Linked DNA regions of Macaca mulatta: region 1 is linked to region 2. A link is a contact called in public Hi-C data. All regions are on one chromosome and are shown on one strand. The core of a region is the stretch at or near the end of the contact, and the rest is flanking DNA. Distances in the headings are between cores, read along the strand shown. Region 1 holds the start of ZDHHC5 (zinc finger DHHC-type palmitoyltransferase 5). Region 2 holds the start of SELENOH (selenoprotein H).

What was found. A called contact is a pair of places that touch in the nucleus more often than the background predicts.
Region 1: a contact with region 2 is called in a Hi-C map of fetal cortex germinal zone, with 1.7 times the contacts expected there. The contact joins the promoter of ZDHHC5 here to the promoter of SELENOH in region 2. A contact is called at or near these places in 4 of 14 Hi-C or Micro-C datasets (CD4 T cells, cortical neurons, fetal cortex germinal zone and 1 more).

The regions. Positions count from the first base shown.
Region 1 is chr14:15,725,814-15,729,668 of T2T-MMU8v2.0, reverse strand. It overlaps ZDHHC5 (zinc finger DHHC-type palmitoyltransferase 5), which reads left to right and starts at 1,460. Exons shown (of 12, transcript XM_015114147.3): 1 at 1,460-1,590. It overlaps LOC144334210 (a long non-coding RNA gene), which reads right to left and starts at 2,128. Exons shown (of 2, transcript XR_013403802.1): 1 at 2,071-2,128; 2 at 317-716.
Region 2 is chr14:15,652,769-15,656,609 of T2T-MMU8v2.0, reverse strand. SELENOH (selenoprotein H) reads left to right here and starts at 1,477. Exons shown (of 4, transcript NM_001321341.1): 1 at 1,477-1,829; 2 at 1,919-2,064; 3 at 2,229-2,339; 4 at 2,971-3,213. The coding sequence starts at 1,708. The coding sequence ends at 2,329. It overlaps TMX2 (thioredoxin related transmembrane protein 2), which reads left to right. Exons shown (of 8, transcript NM_001195759.1): 8 at 214-667. The coding sequence ends at 360. It overlaps BTBD18 (BTB domain containing 18), which reads right to left. Exons shown (of 2, transcript XM_028842744.2): 2 at 3,621-3,841.

The DNA of each region.
Region 1 (3,855 bases), core at 211-2,710, 73 kb before region 2:
TCTCCTTTACCTTGCTGCCTAATACTAAAGTGTCAGAACCACAGTAAAGCCAGCAACATTTGAGACCAAACCCGAGGACAGGCAGGATTTTACAGACAGGTGAGGGGCCTCGGCTTCAGGGAAGTGGCTCGTGAAACACCTTTCTGAGGGGCCATTATGTAATAGCCAGAGTTGCTTTCCAAAAAAGAAACAGCCTCGAACTGAACGGGGAGAGAACACGTGGCATTGCTATTGGGTTCACAGCTGTCTTGGGCTAATCAGGGCAAAGCGTAGCACTGTGACCTATGCAGAGTGAGCTCGCCAGGGACCTAGAGAACCTTTTGCTTCCAGCTTTGTATTCTCGGATTGGGTGAGGTGAGGGATGCGGGCGCCCACTCCACCTGTGGCAGTGGGAAACTAATGGAATTCAGAGAGTTCACCTCCCGGCTCGCACGCCGGGTGCGGGAGCGTGCTGCCACCGCCTCAGGTCGCGCGCTCCTTAGGCTTCCCTCTCACGGTTAGCGCTACGGCTCCAAGGCTGGCGCCTGCTCTTCTTTATCTCCCTCCCCGGCCCTTGGCAGGAGACTCGCCCTACAATGGCTCTTCAAGTCCGGGCGTCCCCTTCATGTGGGACCAAAGCCCAGAGCATTCCATCATCCTGGATTCTGCCTGGACCAGCGACCTCGCCGGACTGAAGATTTCTCCAGCAAGATTGTTTTAAATAAAGTTTTCGCCGTCTGGAAAAAAAAAAAAAAAAAAGGAGGTGGGAAGGAGAAAAGGCAGGCCTAGTCGCCAAATGGTTGGCCAATCCGCCGCGAAGGGGCTGAAGCAGGAAGCGGCGAAACTCCGTCAGTAATTGGCTGCGCTAGAAGCCTGTCTGGACTGTACCACCTCACTGGGAGAGGGGTTGCTGAATTCGAGAAGGTGGCTGCTTGCTTTTGAGTACTTCCAGTACACACACATAATTCTTTTCTTCTTTCCGAGAGTTTTTGCTTGGATTCAGTGGGAATACAACAGGACGCAGGAGAAGGGAAGACTCGCCTGGCCATTTCCTCATTCCTGACTCCTGTGCATTAGGCCAATCCCTGTCTCTTAGTCGTCCCCGCAACCCCACGGCCTTACGTGCGCGCTCTCGTCTCCTCGAGTGCGTACGACGCTGTGTTGCTGCAGCCAATCAGAACGCGAGGTCGCCCCGGTCGCCAGGGTTCGCGCGCACGCCCCAGATCGGAGTCGGGGTGGGGGATATGGGTGAATGGGAGAGTGAGCGGGGGTGGGCGCGGCAGCGCGAGCCGCATGAATGAGACAAACGTGCGCCGCGCGAGACGTCGCGCGAGTCCGGACCAGGGAACCAATGGGAACGCTGGAAGGGTTCGAGACCCGGCACTGAGGGCAACGGCCGCGCGCCGGCTCCGAGTCGAGCGTCGCCTGGCGGGAGCGCGCGGCAGCGGGGCGGGCGTGGAGCGTGCGGGGGCCGCGCGCTGCTTCTCTGAGGCAGGACGGCACTGCCGGGAGGCGGCGGTGACAACGACGGTGGTGGTGACGAGCACCGGGCTAGGGGGTGAGTGCCGAGGACACCGGTGCCTGCGGAACCGGAAGTGCCGGACCAGTGAGGTGGGAGGGGAGGGTGACCTCTAGGGAAGGGGGACCGACGACGGGGAGGGGGTTAAGGCCCCATTTCTCCTCCGGGCCGGGTCTTCCAACCGCGGCGGGACCCGTGGGCCCTGGAAACGGACGACGAGTAGAGGCCGGGGATCTACGGCCACCAGGGCTCGGAACGGATTAGAGCCGGCCACTCAGCTCGAGACCACGGTCCCCGGTGCCTGGCGCCCAGCCGCCGCCCCTTCCGCCCCCGGCCCTGCGCCCTCGGGCTCTGCGGTCCCCGCTGCCCGCTCTCTTAACCTCGGTGGGCCTGGCCGCCGTGGATTCCTTCTCCTCGGTTTCAGCGGTCGTCAGTCCTGCCCGAACGGGTGATTCTCTTTGCCCCCGTCCGGTGGTGGGGACCGGGGGCTGTTTCCCTTTTACCGCTCTGCGGTTCGATTCCCTCGCTCCACTCTGCTGATACTTATTTTGGCTCAAGCTTCATTCTGTTACCTGTTCTCTCTCACCCGTCCGCGTCCTCCTCCTGCCGCCACCAGCCGAGTGCTCCATGCTTTTAGTACTTTGTACTTTTTAAAGTGGAACTCGAATGCGTTTGTCAATATTTTACCTATGTAAATTTCTTTTTGGGGCAGGGAGGTGGAAAGTGTTTTACCCACTTGGCCAAATGAAACACTGAAATAAGAAGTAAGAAAGTTGCTAAAAGTTACGAAGGCAGTTGTAGGGTCACATATATGTTATACTCTAGACTATTTTTCTGCCTTGGATTCTTCACTTCCTGGTTAATGCCATCTTGAGCAAGTTGATCTAACATTTTCATATCATCCTTTTATCTCAGTATTCCTCTGTCCTGGATCAAATATCTTCAGAATGCTCATTATCACCCTTTCTATAAACTTAATGTTTACAAAATTATATTGCCATGTATTTTACGATCTCGGTATATAATGATAACACCCACATTAAACTTCTTGGCTCTTTCTCCCATACCTTGACATGTGAATTATTCCATGGTACCTCCATTACTGTGTATTTAGATTTACTCTATTACTGTTACACCACTTATTTCAACAAAAAATAGTTGTGTTGTCCTTGGTACTGCTGGTATCCACCTGTTTAAGGAAATACCTGTATTAAACCTTATTAAAGCCTTCAAACCACATATCCTGTATTGTTTTACATATACATATTTCCATTTCATAGTTTACTCTGTGCCTCAATATGGCATACATATTATTATTATTTTTTTTTTCTGAGACGGAGTCTGGCTCTGTCGCCCAAGCTGGAGTGCAGTGGCTGCGTTCTTGGCTCACTCCACCTCCCGGGTTCAAGCGATTCTTGTGCCTCAGCCTCCCTAGTAGCTGGGATTTCAGGCGTGCGCCATCACGCCCTGCTCATTTGTTTGTATTTTTAGTAGAGACAGGGTTTTGGCATGTTGGCCAGGCTGGTCTCGAACTCCTGACCTCAAATGATCTGCCCGCCTCAGCCTCCCAAAGTGCTGGGATTACAGGCATGAGCCACCGCGCCTGGCCGGCATACATATTCTTGTTTACTTTTTTGATACTAGTATGGATTCGGACTCTTGACTCTGATGAACCACGCTCACCCTTGTGGTTTCATCCTACTATCTGCAGCATATCCTTCTGCTAAGAATTGGTTCATCTTTATTTATACGCAGTAAATTCTTAGGTTTTATGGTTTCCCTTCTATTGTGTAGCCCCCCCAAGCATCTCAGATGTGGATCTCTTTTGTATTCCCAGTATTATACTCCCAAAATTGCATGGCCTTTCATGACTCTGTATTGCTATGTCAGTATTAGTCCATGTGACTTTTTTCCTGTGGAAAATATATGAAATAATATATAGTATCTAAATGATATTCTACTCTAGATAAAATTTAGTGTAATTTTCCATCTTTTCTAGTCTTTGGGATTTTGAGGGAAAAGTTTCTTTAATAGTACATATTGGCTGGGCAGGGTGGCTTACACCTGTAATCCCAGCACTTTGGGTGAGTGGGCAGATCACCTGGAGGTCAGGAGTTCGAGACCAGCCTGGGCAACATGGTGAAACCCCATCTCTACTAAAAATACAAAATTAGCTGGGCGTCGTGGTGCCCTCCTGTAATCCCAACTGCTCGGGAGGCCAAGGCAGGAGAATTGCTTGAATCGGGGAGGTGGAGGTTGCAGTGACATGCACTTCAGCCTGGGTGATAGAGGGAAACTGTTTAAAAAAAACAAAGTACAGATTGTCTACAAACCAAGAATTTGCTTTTGTTAACAAA
Region 2 (3,841 bases), core at 228-2,727:
AATACCCATTGAATAGTTAAATACCCATTGGCACATAATGGGTATTTAACTATTAGTTGACTTTTCTGGGTACCTAAAAAAGAGGAAGGTTAGGGAAGATTTTTGTCCTTTGCTTACTCCTTCCTTTCCCAGACTGTGTAAAATGCCTTACTTCCCAGGCTCTTTACTCTCCCTTCCAACCCAGATCCTGATTTGTGCATCTCTTTTGTGCAGGAGAATGTGATCCGAGAATTTAACTTAAATGAGCTATACCAGCGGGCCAAGAAGCTATCAAAGGCTGGAGACAATATCCCCGAGGAGCAGCCTGTGGCTCCAACCCCCACCAGAGTGTCTGATGGGGAAAGCAAGAAGGACAAATAAGATCCTCACTTTGGCAGTGCTTCCTCTCCTGTCAATTCCAGGCTCCTTCCATAACCACAAGCCTGAGGCTACAGCCTTTTATTTATGTTTTCCGTTTGGCTGTGACTGGGTGGGGCGGCAGGGTGCTGCTTCTGATTTTACAGAGGCATCTAGGGAATTGTCAGGCACCCTACAAGAAGGCCTGCCATGCGGTGGCCAGCTGTTCACTGGAGCAAGAAAGAAAGAGATCTCCTATGATGGAGGGGAAATGGTTTTCCTCCAAGCTTGGGTCAGTGTGTTATCAACTATTCAGACATCTCCATGGTTTCTCTATGAAACTATGGTTTCATTATTCCTTCTTACTCGACCTGCAGAGCCTGGTTAGACCTAGATTTAACCCTAAGCTAGGATGCTGGGGTATAGAAAGCTAAGAATTTTCCCTCAAGGACTCTTGCTTCCTTAAGCCCTTCTGGCTTGGTTTATGGTCTTTACTAAAAGCATAAGCCTAACTTTGTCACTAGTCCTAAGGAGAAACCTTTAACCACAAAGTTTTTTTTATCATTGAAGACGATATTGAACAACCCCCTGTTTTGTGGGGATTGAGAAGGGGTGAATAGAGGCTTGAGACTTCCCTTTGTGTGATAGGACTTGGAGGAGAAATCCCTTGGACTTTCACTAACCCTCTGACCTACTCCCCACACCCAGTTGATGGTTTTCCACAATAAAAAGATTGGGATTTCCTTTTGATTGCACCTTTGTGTGTTCCTGTACTAGAAAAGCCTGGCAACTGCAGAGGAATTGCCCATCTTGACGTCAAAGGTCATCCTATTCGGTTTTACCAAAGGCCGGGCATTGATCCCCAGGATTGGCAAGAGTTGCAGAAGGCCAGTTTCCATAAGCCTAGAATAGGGGCCACTGTTAGGTGGTGGGTTTAGTTTGGGATTGGTTCGCAGTTGCCAGGGAGGAGAGTTTGGCGACGGATCGTTGCACACAACATGTAGCGCGACGCAAAGGTACAGAAAAGACGGCGCGTGAAGCGAGGCTTGCAATAGGACCCTTGTCTCCGCCCCTTCCTGCTGTGTTCACCATCCCAGCGTCCCCTGTCTCGTCGACCCGAAGCGATGGGTGGTTCCGTCAGGCGCTTCCCGCACCTCCCCTCTCCCTGCTTGCAAAGTGGTTGTGCCCCAAGGTCCGCCTCCAGGCCACGTGGGCGCTGCGGACCACGCTTTCCGTTCCTTGGGGAGAGGTTTCCGCTGTAGGAGGGTAGCTTCCGGGCTGCGGTCTTCGCTGCCCACTTCCAGCTCAGTGGTCGCGTCTTTGCACCCCACCCACCAGGCCTGCTGCATTCTCGGCCAGGTTCTAGGCGCCATGGCTCCCCGCGGTAGGAAGCGGAAGGCTGAGGCCGCGATGGTCGCCGCAGCCGAGAAGCAAGAGAAGCTGGCGAACAGCGGGGAGGGAATGGAGGAGACAACCGTTGTTATCGAGCATTGGTGAGGGGCCTGGAGAGTAACCGGGGAGAGGGAATAGTGGCGCGGCGGGGCCAGAGGCCCCGGTCTCTAACCTCCCCTTCTCTCCCTAGCACGAGCTGACGCGTCTATGGGCGCAACGCCGCGGCCCTGAGTCAGGCGCTGCGCCTGGAGGCCCCAGAGCTTCCAGTAAAGGTGAACCCGACCAAGCCCCGGAGGGGCAGCTTCGAGGTGACGCTGCTGCGCCCGGACGGCAGCAGTAAGTGGGGACGTGGGTGTGGGGGAGAGGGGCGGAGGGGAGAGGGACGTGGATTCCGAAGAGAGGAAGCGCTGTTCTCAGAAACCGCGGCAGTCTCATGACTTCAGAGACGTGCGGGTGGATTCCGAAGTATTGTAACTTCACTTCATTCTGTCCTTTCGCAGGTGCGGAGCTCTGGACTGGGATTAAGAAGGGGCCCCCACGCAAACTCAAATTCCCTGAGCCTCAAGAGGTGGTGGAAGAGTTGAAGAAGTACCTGTCGTAGGGAGATTTGGGTAGAAGTCCTCATGCTGAGGTTTGAAATGGGAAGTGGGGGGCGCGGCCGCTGTTGAGGAAGAGAAGGGATTAATCTTGGTGTGGCTACAAGTACCCACCTGGCGTGGGTAGCTCACGCCTGCAGTCCCAGCACTCTGGGAGATCGAGGCAGGAGTGAATGGCCAACATAGGGAGACCCCGTCTATTTGAGAAAAAAAAAAAAAAGACACAATACTGTTTTCTATCTAGTGTGCCCTAAGTGCAATTTGTCATTTGGAAGACTGTAGTTGACTGTTGCCCTGGGGGTATGGACAAGTTTTCCATTTGGAAGTTTATTTCATGCTACTTCATTTATGTTTATCGCTACACTCTTCTGTTTGGTTCTAGGGTGTTCTGTTACTGTCCCCTGTGTTAACACTGTACTACAATACCATCACATTTGGTTACAAGGATTTTGACCTTGTCTTTGTCCCTAGTGCTTCATACAGTGTTTTGGCATGTTCTGCACTTATGTTGAGTGAGATTTGGAGGAAGGATGCAATCCTTGAGCTCCAGGGTTTGTGAGTTCAAGGGTTGGAGAACCTGTCTTCCTCAGTCCTTATCATTGCCTGGATCCTTTCTCTAACCTTATTTTCCTTCTCATTTTTGCAGCTTTGTGTCCCTGGTGATGCTGGAACATTAATGATGGAACATGGCCAAACTTCAGTCATGTGCCTGAAGCCATGGTTTCTACCCCGCCAGAAATGATGGTTCAGTTGTGAGGCAACCCTCTAGTAAGGCATTGCAAAAGTTACTGGATTTGGTTTAATAAAAGTTGAAATAAAGTATTTGAGTAATAGAGTAAAACTTAATCTTAAGGGATGGACAAAGCCAGCCTTGTGGAGTTGGTAGTCCTTGTGTTTTTCATAGCCCAAGATAGCCATATGACCTGGAACTTTAAAAAAAAAAAATTTTTTTTAAGAGCCAGAGTCTCACTTCGTCACCCACACTGGAGTATAGTGGTGCTCTCTGCAACCTCTTGTCTTCCAGGTTCAAGCGATTCTCCTGCCTCAGTCTCCTGAGTAGCTGGGATCACAGGTGCACAGCACCACGCCTGGCTAATATCTATTTTATTTTATTTTTAGGAAAGGCGGGGTTTCACCATGTTGGCCAGGCTGGTCTCAAACTCCTGACCTCAAGTGATACATCTGCCTTGACCTCCCAAAGTGCTGGAGTTAACAGGCATGATGAGCCACCACACCTGGCCTGACCTGGAACTTTTAGGGTCTCTAGTAAAACATGAAAAATGCTTGTAAAAATTATGGGAGCAAAGTAAATAATTTATTTTTTAAAAAAAGCAACTATCTTTTTCAACTTACTTTTTGGAAGTAATGATGGAAGTACATCTTCTTGTTCCCTGCAGAGGTTTTAGCTAGACTTCCTAATACTGGCAGTGAATAAGCCCCATGTTAGGTGCTGGACAGCATCCATCACTCCCACCCACATAGTATTCCACCCAACACTGTTTTACACCTTCCTCTGG